2 separate regions of the Podarcis muralis genome follow, and region 1 is linked to region 2. The links are chromatin contacts, called in public Hi-C maps. All regions are on one chromosome and are shown on one strand. Each heading gives the region's core, a stretch centred on a gene start, on an enhancer-like site or on the middle of the called end of the contact. The rest is flanking DNA. Distances are from core to core; before and after follow the strand shown.

Region 1 (6,493 bases), core at 2,631-5,130, 300 kb before region 2:
AATAAATAAATTATTATTTGTACCCCGCCCATCTGGCTGGGTTTCCCTAGCCACTCTGGGCGGCTTCCAAAGACCAAAAATACACTAATATGTCATACATTTAAAACTTCCCTGAACAGGGCTGCCTTAAGATGTCTTCTGAATGTCAGGTAGTTGTTTATCGTTTTGACATCTGATGGGAGGGTGTTCCACAGGGCGGGCGCCACTACCGAAAAGGCCCTCTGCCTGGTTCCCTGTAGCTTTGCTTCTCGCAATGAGGGAACTGGCAGAAGGCCCTCGGTGCTGGACCTCAGTGTCCGGGCAGAACGATGGGTGTGGAGACGCTCCTTCAGGTATACTGGGCCGAGGCCGTTTAGGGCTTTAAAGGTCAACACCAACACTTCAAGAAAGCTTGAAGCTGAGGATTCTGTAATTTAATTTATCCTCTAGTCCTTCAGATCTCACAATTCTGTAAAGTCACCTAAATGCTCTTTAAGTATTCAGGCTCTCACTGTATTTATTTTCTTACATTTCTGTCCCATTGGGCCTAAGTTGGCGTCTATGTACCACCAAGGCATTAACCAGACACAGACTGGCTTAGCTTCAGAAACTTTGGGGTTTCAAATGCCAGTTTAGACCATAACCCAATATATTGGGTATCTACAGACTCTTGAGCTATTTTCCTAAATGACATAAATAATAAATTTTTGTTCTAGGAATTTTTTATTAAAAAAAACCCCACAGTGAATATAATTAATGCTGGATGTAACATGGGAAATAACAGTTCTAAATGTATATACAAGTCCATGGAGTATTATTTGGTTTGAACAGTATGGCAGACATGTGAGCCAGCGTTTCACCACTGCTCTAGGGCATACAGAGTATTTATCTGGACAAACTTATGTGTGAATCAGACCTCCACACATTACATTTAACGTACAGCTGCCCCTTTTCAGGAAATCTTCAGATGATAACACCCCAAAAGCGTTTCTGGGCTCTGATTTCAGTTTTGTCAACTGAGAGAACTTCAGAAATGTCTTTCTCTCCAAAGATATATGGTGATATATGGCGCTTACAGTAATGCGCCCTTCAGCTTTTTCTGTGGTTGTGACATGTGTTCAGACCCAAGAATATAGACGCAACCTTATGCTTGGAAGCGCAAGAAAGCCATGATGGGGGCAAGCAGGGAAAAGAGAAATACTTACACAAGCCAGATATGTCCAGCATGCTAGAGATCCCTCGGTCACACATGTCCACCTCCAATATGTTCTTCTCCCTACTCTCCTCCACAATTTTTTTCAGTGATTTAGACATGGTTAAGCTGGAACCAGAACAGAGAGACACAGTGGAACAGAAATGACTGACAGATATGGGAAAGTGATATAAGACAATAAGAGGCAGATATATTTTATTGTCCTAAATGTGTCAATACAATAGCCCATCTGAGAGACAGAAATGCTGCTCACACAAGCATTCTAACCACACAGAGTAGCTTTCCCCAACCTGGTGCTGTCCAGAAGTTCTTGGGACAGCAACGCTCAACCAGGCAAAGTGTGCTGTTTACACCAACTGTCAAGCCTGGAAGCTACGCACAGCTTATATCAAGGTGGAAACTGTTTAAAAAACTTACATGCCAACTATTTATCAAAAGAAAATCCTGCCAGCTAATAAAAAAGGGACAACAGCAACACAAAACCATGCATAGTTCAATGGAATCATAAATCAAACTATCTGCATAAAAACACAAGACAAGACAGTGACAAAGCAGCTGTCAGAACTCAAAAACATCAGAACACCAGCAAGAGGAAATATCCAGTCAAAAATATTCAGTAAACAACCACGTCTTCATTAGCTGTCTAAAAGTGGGAAGGCCTGGCACTTGGATGGGTGTCACTACAGAAGAAGTCCTACCTCTGGTCACTGTCAAGGACGCCTCATCCTGTTGAGGAATAAGAACGTAAGAGCCTGGTTGACCAAGTTAATGGCTCATCTAGCCCAGCATCTTGTTCTCAAAAGTGGCCACCCAGAAAATGATGAGAGCAGGCAGATAGGCTCATATAGAAGGTGGCAGTCTTCAACCTATGCAGGCCCCAAGCCATTTAGGGCTTTAAAGATGAACACCAGCACCTTGTGTTGGGCTCAGAAACTAACTGGCAGCTAACACAGATCACACAAAACTGGTGGGGTAGATTCAAAACACCCTACACCCATCGGCATCCTAGCTACCTCAACGATAGTCCTTCCTATCATTTCCCTGCCACTGACAGGTGGAACAGTCATGGGGGAAAGGCCTTGAATGACTGGGCTCAGAAGAAAGAAGTTCTAGCAATTGCCTCTTAACTCTGCAAAGAACGAGGCAGTCAGTTTGCTCACACATGAAGCTGGAAATAGGAACAAGTCGTCTCCATATATGCACAAGTATTTGCTTAGGGAAGTGTACACTCAGCGATGTGCACAGCTCAGCTACCGTGTGTTCAGGGGCAGACTCTGGTAATACGGTGCCCTGAGAAAGGACAAAAATTTGGCACTTCCCTAAATATTGGATTTTCACAATAATTCCCTTTGGTCCAGTTACTTTTTGTTAATGGATCTTGTTAGCAGGTACCCATCTAAACATAGGTATTATCAGTGCTTTTTTCTAAAAACATGTTTAGGGGTACTCTCATTCTGACTCTAGAAAATCACCATTTTATAGTTTATAGAAAAATAAATACAGTAAATGGACAAAAGTACAAAGATTCACAAAATGTTTAGGGGTATGCGTCCCCCTGTGTCCCCCCAGAAAAAAGCACTGGGTATTATTATTATTACTGTTTTGTACCGCTCTAAGGGGACGCGGGTGGCGCTGTGGGTTAAACAACAGAGCCTAGGACCTGCTGATCAGAAGGTTGGTGGTTCGCATCCCTGTGACAGGGTGAGCTCCTGTTGCTCAGTCCCTGCTCCTGCCAACCTAGCAGTTCGAAAGCACGTCAAAGTGCAAGTAGATAAATAGGTACCGCTCTGGCGGGAAGGTAAACGGCGTTTCCGTGCGCTGCTCTGGTTCGCCAGAAGCAGCTTAGTCATGCTGGCCACATGACCCGGAAGCTGTATGCCGGCTCCCTCGGCCAATAAAGCAAGATGAGCGCCGCAACCCCAGAGTCGGTCACAACTGGACCTAATGGTCAGGGGTCCCTTTACCTTTGCCACCCAAAACCCAGTGCTGGTGTGCGCAGCTGCACTCATGGGACACTTCCATGCAAATCACCGAACAAAAGTAAACAACTCAACTATTTGTGTACACTTTGGGTGTTATCCCCTCCAGCGTTTCAGAGCAGAGATGGGGAACCCATCACCCTTGACCACTGGCCCTGCTGGCTGGGATCTGGCCCACAGATCCCCACCCCTGTTGAAGCATCAAGAACCTCGGGGTTCTTCTTTTTGTTTTCCATGGCACTCTCTGCAGAAACGCAGGAAGCTTCACTGGCGGGCTGCTGCCCGTCCACCAGAGCCTTGACCCCGCTTTGCAGAAGGGGAAAGAGCGACGCCGCCTCGGGAGGAGGAGGAGAAGGGGCGAGTCCTTCCTGGGTCCAGGAGGCTGTCAGTTCACACGACCAGGGAAAGGAAGGGGACCAAGGGGCTCCGACTCGCCGCCCAAGTCCGAAAGCCGGGCAGGCCCCGCCGTAGCTTTCGGGGTTCGGGGGCGGCGACGCAGCAACTCACCGACGGGACGGGACCGGGGCGCTGCTGGCTGCTCAACTCCGGCCGGCCGGGCTCCCCGCTTCACGGCACACGCCCTGCTCTGAGGCGCCGCCTCCGTCCCGCCCGCCCGTCGGCTCCCAGGGCGAGTGCCTCCCTTCTCAGTGCGCAGGCGCCCGGCGGGGAGGGCGAGGGAAGCCCGGCGCGCGCCGCTCCAAGTAAGGCGAAGCGCTCCGAGGAGCAGCGGCTCCGCCCGACGCTCGGAATGCGCAGCCGGCGGCTGCCCAACCCGAGAAGCAGCTCCGCCTTAGGCCAGCCGCCATTGGATGGGAGGACCCAGGCGCGAGCCAATAGGCGGCGGGCCCGAGGCTATGGAAGCCGCACGGGCGGTGGCATTGGAGGAAGTAGTTGGGAACTTTCGCGGAGCGTGTTCTTCCTTCCCCGCTTTTCTTTCTGCGTTCGGGCAGCCGGATGCTGAAGCGCATCCTTTGCACCGAGACCTTTTGTGCTTGGAATGTGCGGGAAGGAAGAACGCGCAGGCCAATAGGGGGTGGAAAGAGGAATCAGAGGAAAACACTTAAGGACGCGGGAAGATCCCACCTGCATTAGAGGAGAAGGTCCAGCTGACCTGACATCCTGTTCTCGCAGTGGCCAAGCAGGTGCCCGTGGGGCGCAGGTCGTGCAGGCAGGTCGTGGGCGCAGCAGAGCGCTCCCCACTTCTGCCCCGCTCAGCAACTTGGATTAAGAGGCGTCCAGCCACAGCGGGCGCCGCGACTATCCAGGGACTATCCATCCCTGAAGGCGCACTCTCCCGTTGTCTCCCGAGACAAACGGATGCCAACAACTGCCTCCAGCTTTGGAGGTAATGCATGGTCATCGCGACTACTGGCCACTGATAGCCTTAACCTCCACAGATTTAATTTCCCTTTAAAGCTGCCCAAGTTGGTGGCCATCAGCACATCTTGCAGCTGATTTTTTGTTTGTTTAACTATGTGTTGTGAAGTCATTGCTTTTGTCCATCTTGGATCTTCCCAGTGTTAGCTTCATAGGGTGACCCAAGTGTCTAGAAGTTCGACAGGAAAAAAAGTTTATTTTCTCCATAATATGTGTGTGTGTGTGTGTGTGTACACACACTACATTTCTGCCATGCTCTTACTCATCTCCACTTCCCAAAATGCCTTAAGGATTTAAAAGCACCAAATATTGAAAGCTTTCCTCACAGGAGAGTTGCTCCATTTTGGGTGCCCTTTTCTGAATCTTTTCCAACTCCGCCATTTCCCTTTTGAGGTGTGGCAACCAGAACAGTAAATGGTTTCCCAAGTGCAGTCACGCCATAGATTTGTGTAATGACATTATGGTACTGGCAGTTTTATTTTCAGTCTCTCTTCCCATGATTAATTTAGGCCACTGCTGAAATAAATCGGCAAATGTCTCACTTCCAGCTGCCTGTACGGACATTACCGAAGCAGAAGGAAACCAGTCAACTCCACAATGACTACTTACAATCATGGTTCTGCAGTTATGGCACTCTCGTGAGAGAGGAACATAGGTTTACTTATATTCACCCTTCCAATCAACATCCTCAAACCATCAGTATAACCAAACAAATAAGGACATAGCATAAGCATACCCAGCATGACAGATGCTTAATTAAAAAACCCCACCACTTAGCAAAAAAATAAAAAAATAAAAAATGGAAAGGAGGCTACTGATACCCAATCCCAACACATGTATCCCAATGAGAGTTTGTTTTAAGATCCCATTACAGGGCCCTCTTACTTTGCATAGCGTATCTGGCAAGGCTGGAAATAGCACAAAATGCCCCTTGCATTTTGGAATGGGCAGCTCATCCCCACAAATGACTTTACTCAGCCAGCTTTACTGCCTAGGGTCAAAAACCACATTTGGGAGGTATGCGCACCACTTCCGCTCAATTTATCTAGTTATTAAATGTATTAATCTCCTTTCTGTTACAATCCACTCAAGGCCATTTACAGGCTTTGGCCAGGTTCCAATGAGTGTAAGTGCAACTTGTTTCCATGTGCCGAAGGAGCTTTTGCTTGTTTTCCTCAACATGGGAAACCACTTTTGAAACTGGGGGAACATTTCAGAGCTTTTAAAATTTGATGCACATGGGACTTTGCTGTTCAAAATGGGTGGGTGGGGGGTTTAAAACAAATCCCACGGTACATGTTCAAGCCCTCAGATGCACCTAAAGTAATGTCTTGGGTCCTAGCCAATGAAGTTAAATAACTCACATACTAAAACCCTGGTATCAATAAAATCAGAAGACAGTAACACAGCACAGAAGCTACCATCATTTAAAGAGAGAAGAGGCTTTTAATGTTGTGCTGCTGCCTTTTAAGAGTCATAGAATCCTAGTGTTGCAAGGGACCTTGAAAGTCACAATACTTCAGCCTTCCTCAACCTTGGGTTCCCCAGTGTTGTTGGACATCGGCTAAGCTGGCTGTGGGGTGATGGAGCCTGTAGACCAGCAATATTTAGGGACCCAAGGTGGTTGCAGAATTATTATTATTATTATTATTAATAATAATAATAATAATTTGTATTTGATCTGAAATACTGTGGTTATAGATATAATCAACCATTCTTATTCTGCAAAGTGTGTAAATGTCCCAAATGAGTGATATGAATTTTAGACAAATTCATGTATCTTAGAACTGAGCATGATTTTCTGTATCCAGCAGGAACGCTAGTTGACGTCTCCCGCTCCACCAATAGCTCCACCAATGCTCCAGTCTTACCATTGTCTATATAGAAGAGTGATTTTGGAGAATAGTTTGCTTAGGGGCACTCAGCTCTCATTTGGAGTCATTTT
Region 2 (5,825 bases), core at 2,355-4,854:
GGCAGCACACTTCAAGGTGGCACAGGGCTCTTCTGTTTTGGAGGGTGGCTGAGGGTTGGCTTGTGGCGTAACCCGCAGCCTGTCCCCGCTCAGCTTCTGGCACGGCGGGCAGGTGTTCTTCGCAGGGCCCCGCAGCCTGCGCTCCTGCGGGAGTGGGAGGGGAGCGCGGCTCGCCAGGGGAAGCAAGCGGCCGCCCGTGGCCGAGCGGGGATGCGCCCTGCGCGGCAGCCGCCGTAAATTATGCCGAGGGAAGCAGTCTGCCCCATGCAGCCGCCGCCCCAGTGCACCCCCGCCCGGCATTCCGGGCTGGGGCTATACTTAACCTCTGCGGCGGGTTAGAGGCATGACGTGCTCGCCTCGCTGGAAGGCTGCACCGTATTAGGAAATGCAGGCAAGCCAGAGCTTCGCCCCCCGCGGCCGCCGCCCTTCTGTGCCGCCCGCCGCCCCCGCCCCTGGTCTGAGGGCGCCCCGGCTGCCCCTCTCTCCTCCCCGGGCGAGCGAGAGAGCGGCCGGCGGCAGAGCCCCAGCCCCGCAGCTCGACCAGCCCCGCCGGGCGCGCGCTCTCCCTCACTCACCCCGCCGTCATGGTGATGTTGTAGAAGATGAGCCAGGCGGTGGTGACGGAGCCGCGGCGCCGAGGGGCGGCCGCCTTGCCGCTCTCCTTCTCCTCCAGCGAGCCGTTGCCGGCTCCGCCGTCCTCTTCGCTGGACGCCATGCTTTCCCTCCCCGGAGGCCAGGCGGAGACAGACGGACACACGTGGGGGGCGGCCGGAGGAGGCGAGGCGGAGGCGGAGTCGGGCGCGCAGGCAGCTGGCTCTGGCGCTCGCCCCATCCGTCTTCGCTGAGCCCGGCGGCAGCTGCTGCTTGGACAGCTGCTCGGAGGCTTCGCCCGGCCCCCTCCCGGCCGCGCAGGGACTGCGGAGGATACCAGAGACCCGGCTGCCTCTGTGCGCCAGGATGACGAGACTCGCCTCTCAAGCTGGGACTCGTCCGCACCCTCCCCGCGCCACGTTGCTCTTTCACTCTAACAGGACCATCCTCTTGGACCATCCTCCTTGACAATTGTGGTGGAAATATACATTTTTTTATTTTTTATTATTTTTAAAAATAAAACATATTGTTGCACGCCCAGAGTTTGGTTTCCTTGCAATGAGGGACAGTAGAGACTGTGTTGTCTTTAGGATATATGGTTTATTTACACATGTATACAACTTGTGATGTAAAAAGTAGAGACATCACCTTGCCAACAAAGGTCCATATAGTAAAAGCTATGGTTTTCCCAGTAGTGATGTATGGAAGTGAGAGCTGGACCATAAAGAAGACTGATTGCCAAAGAATTGATGCTTTTGAATTATGGTGCTGGAGGAGACTCTTGAGAGTCTCATGGACTGCAAGAAGATCAAACTTCTCCATTCTTAAAAAAATCAGCCCTGAGTGCTCACTGGAAGGACAGATCCTGAAGCTGAGGCTCCAGTACTTTGGCCACCTCATGAGAAGAGAAGACTCCCTGGAAAAGACCCTGATGTTGGGAAAGATAGAGGGCACAAGGAGAAGGGGACGACAGAGGACGAGATGGTTGGATAGTGTTCTCGAAGCTACCAGCATGAGTTTGACCAATCTGCAGGAGGCAGTGGGAGACAGAAGTGCCTGGCGTGCTTTGGTCCATGGGGTCACGAAGAGTCGGACACGACTAAACGACTAAACAACAACAACAACTTGTGATGGTTCACAGCATTAACATCCCAGAAGGTCTTGCTTCTCCCATAGTCACAGCTTTGGATTCAAGCAGAAATCAGGCATGGCTCTCACTCTCCGGTTTCTGCCTGTCTGTAGCCCAGCTTTCTCACTGAACTCAACTCTGGCTTTTGTCCTTCTCACTACTAGCCACCCATTGGCCATCCAGTAGAAAGCAACTTCCTTTCTTATACTAAGGACCACTACTTAGGGTGATTAACTCACCAAGAAACTTGCCTGGCTCCTTCAACAATGGAATCTCCCAAACACACAATATTTATAACTTACTAACCCATATGAAATATCAAGGTTTCTCACATGCATATGGTTGGCCACTGTGGGAATGCAACATATAGGATGGGCCTTTGGTCGGACTAGCAGGACCCTTCTTTTGTTCCTAATGCAATGGTTGCGAAACCATTTCCCCCCATGGACCTCTTGAAAATCGCTTGATGGTCTTGGCAGACCACTCACTGGTTCTTCTGCAATCATAATGTGCTGGGCTAGGTGCTGTATGATTTTTAACTGTATTTTTATTGCTTCTTCTGTTTCTTAAATTTTATTGTCTTAGGTTTAGATTCCGTAGAATTCAAATTGTAATACAATAAAATGCAATATGAGAAATAAAAAAGGAATACAAACCCATTTATAAATTAATATAATATCAGCATGCTGCAGATCACCTGAATTAAGATAAGGGACCACAACTTGGGAATACATGTGCACCCAGAGAGACTGAACGTGTGTCAAATTCTCTTTTTTAATGTGCAAAGCAATCCTAATATAAAACAGATTCATGATTTTTTGTTTCTGGCTCATCCTAAAGTTCCTTTCCTATAGTATTTCCAGGAGTGACCATTCAGACATCCTTGCTGAAGAATGAAATTGGCACTCTTCTGTCTCATTGAACATGTGTTTCTGCCCTTAAGCTGATGCCCAATAAGAAGGGCAGGTAGCAAATCATTCAGCACACACCTTAATTGTGAGAGTACCCTAAAGCCTGAAGAGTGAGTGTGACAATTTGCCACAGTACCCACTGCTAAAGTAAAGAGAAAGAGGGAGGAGAAGGATATACCTGTCCAGTCCTGAGTAAGCTGAGTCAGCTGTGACCTCCATGGGAGAGTTATGCCCTTCCTCTCAATATCCTATAACAGCAAGGCTACAGTGTCTCTCACCCGTTCCTTGGTCCATGATCCAGCAGCACTGTGGGCAACAATGTAAGCTGCTGTCTGGCCATATCCCTGAGGCTCAGGCATGCTGGACAGCTCCCAGAAATGTCAGGTGCTGCAGCTTTCGATCTGCTGGCCACTAGCTTGTGCCTGCCAGGGATGGGGGTGGAGTTTCCATGCTTCCTTCTTGCCCAGCCCAGCCAGAGTTTGCTTTGCCCAATAGTGGAATATCCTACCATATATTCATTTAGCCCATTTTCTTTGCGAGTGGTGGCTGTCCCCGATGTCATAGTTTCTCCTGATTGTTGAGTGTGTGTGCATACAGGTTTGCTATGCATTGACTCGGGTCCCACTTGCCTGGTCCAGCCTCCGCATCCTCACCTGGCAGACCAGCCATCCTTACACACCTGGAACCCAGGAGATCTCATTGGAGGGGCACGCAAGCGGCTTTCCTAAGCGCGCCTGAAGGGCTTTTTACTCCATTGACCCATCCACACAACCCTGTCTGGCAATCAGAAGCAGGGTTGGGAAACTTGGGACGGGGGAGAGATAAAAACGACCGCTGTTTCCCAGGCGCTTCTCGTTGGGAAGCCTCGCTGCGCCCGCCTCTCCGTCAGGCAAGTGCGGTAGACACCTCTTTTTCCCCGCCGCTCCCCGTCATGCACCGCGCGCCCGGAAGCGTCGGCGACAGAGGAGAACCAAACGGACAGAGGGAGCGCGAGGAAGAGGAGGAGGAGGGCGAGTGGGGGCGGAGCCTAAGCCGCCGCGGGGCCTCGCTCCGTCAGTCGCTGCGCTGAGGCGTCTGTGGCTGTTTGTTGTTTTCCGCCCAGGAGGGGCGGCAGGGAAGCTCGCCTTGCTCAGCCGCCGCCGCCGCTCTCCCCCCGCCGCCCTGGGAAGATGCCGCTCTTCACCAGCAACCCCTTCGACCAGGATGTGGGTGAGTCAGGAAGGAGGCCCGGGCAGTCAGTCTGGGCCCGACCCACAGATCCCCCCTCGCCCTCCTGCCCCATCGCCAGCCCTTCCTTCCCTCCTCCGTCCTGGGTGCGACCCCCTCCCCATCTCCCCTCGGGGGTCGACCCGCCTCCCACCTGCCTTTCTTCTCCCTGCACGAGGGTCTCGCCTTTGTCAAGTTCCCTTTCCCATATGTCAGGCGGGGTGGGGCTTAGCTCTTGAAAGGCGCGTCATGTGTCTTTTCATCGCCTTTATTTCCATCCTTTAAAGCTCTTTTAAGAGAGGACAAGGGGTCTCTTCCCCACCCCACCACGCCACACTTCTTTATTTTCCAGGTTGTTGTTTTTTTAAAAAAAAACTAAGGTTAAAATCCACCCCAGAGCTCAGGAAACGTGTAGGTTGGTTCTCCCTTTTATCGCTGCAGCAAATCTTAGGAGGTAGCTTAAATTGACTAGAATGTGACTTGCCCAAAGATAAGTACAGTGGCACCTCGGGTTACAGACGCTTCAGGTTACAGACGCTTCAGGTTACTGACTCCGCTAACCCAGAAATAGTACCTCGGGTTAAGAACTTTGCTTCAGGATGAGAACAGAAATCATGCTCCAGCGGCGCGGTGGCAGCAGGAGGCCCCATTTGCTAAAGTGGTGCTTCAGGTTAAGAACAGTTTCAGCTTAAGAATGGACCTCCGGAACGAATTAAGTTCTTAACCCGAGGTACCACAGTACATTCACAAGTTATGTGTTCTTTCTTTAAATAAGTTGGTTACACTTGGTAGCTCTCAGCCCTTTCTATCTCCTCTTCTCCCACTAAAGTAAGTCCTCATTGAGTGCCTATCCAGTAACTTTTTTGTTGTTGCTGCTTCAGAATTCCTGTAATAAGACGGATGTGATTTTTAAATAGGCTGCATACACACCATACATTTAAAGCCCTGACAACCCCTCCTGGGACAGGGGAGAATCCTGGGAACTGCAGTTTGCTTCATGCACAGGTGCGGTTCTCAGCATCCTCAACAAACTATGGTTCCCAAGGTCCACCAAAGGTGAAGTAATGGGCTTTAACTGTGTGCGGCTTCCAGTTCTAGTGGTTTGCCAGGCGGTATTTGCTGTTATAAACTGTTTTGTAGAAAGTCTTGTGGCTTATAAAATCCTTACCACCTGATTAAAATTACTTATCATGGATAGGGTTAGCTATGCACTTGGAAGTTACAGCCATCTGTGACCTACCAGTGTGTATACTGTATATATATGGCCAGCTCCCTTTCCCACATACATACATACACAGGATCACTGTATATTATGGTCTGTATGGTACATTCATAACCTACAGTGTCTTCATTGTAAGAATTGTTGAAAATGAGCCACACACTCTGAATTGTTACCCATTCATATTTGGCTTATCTCTAAAATATCTTTTCTTTTTGGTAAGAGAAAGGGGAACTAAAGGCCAAAAGGCTTGGGGTAGATAGGGTCAATACTACACAGAACTTAACACTAAAGAAATTAATATGTTGGAAGCAGCTATATAATATGTAGAGAGGGAGCAGCTTTTGCAGTCGTAGTTTGATGACAACAGAGCTTTAGCAAGATTGTTGTCAGTTGTAAGTTGGAATTCATTCAGCTCATGACTGGCTGACTTCAGTATTTATGTAGAGTCATCAGTGATTCATAAAAACATGTGGATATTTGTCACAAGGCCACACCTGTTATTTTGGGATAGTCTGAGAGGAGCTGAAACAAAGTATGAATGCAAAATGCAGTTTTTGTATTATTTCTTCAGATGCAGAAATCCAGGGGAAACGGTTGTTTCTGAAGAGACTGAGCATAGAATGTCCAGCAAATAAGAACTTCCTTGTTCTGTCACACCAAAGATGGGCTACTGGATAGCTGAGCACACAATCTTATTCAGATGTTATTTTTGTATCAAGATTTCCCTGGGGAAAGATTGGGAACAGACAAGTTCATATAGTAACTT

Evidence for each region. Hi-C and Micro-C count contacts between places; a contact is called where the count stands out from the background.
Region 1: a contact with region 2 is called in a Hi-C map of tail, with 5 times the contacts expected there. The contact joins the promoter of RSU1 here to the promoter of STAM in region 2. A contact is called at or near these places in 2 of 3 Hi-C or Micro-C datasets (blood and tail).

The regions. Positions count from the first base shown.
Region 1 is chr12:25,591,598-25,598,090 of rPodMur119.hap1.1, reverse strand. RSU1 (Ras suppressor protein 1) reads right to left here and starts at 3,880. Exons shown (of 8, transcript XM_028750492.2): 1 at 3,679-3,880; 2 at 1,185-1,300. The coding sequence starts at 1,293.
Region 2 is chr12:25,288,035-25,293,859 of rPodMur119.hap1.1, reverse strand. It overlaps STAM (signal transducing adaptor molecule), which reads left to right and starts at 3,604. Exons shown (of 14, transcript XM_028751204.2): 1 at 3,604-3,840. The coding sequence starts at 3,801. It overlaps HACD1 (3-hydroxyacyl-CoA dehydratase 1), which reads right to left and starts at 4,046. Exons shown (of 7, transcript XM_028751209.2): 1 at 3,992-4,046.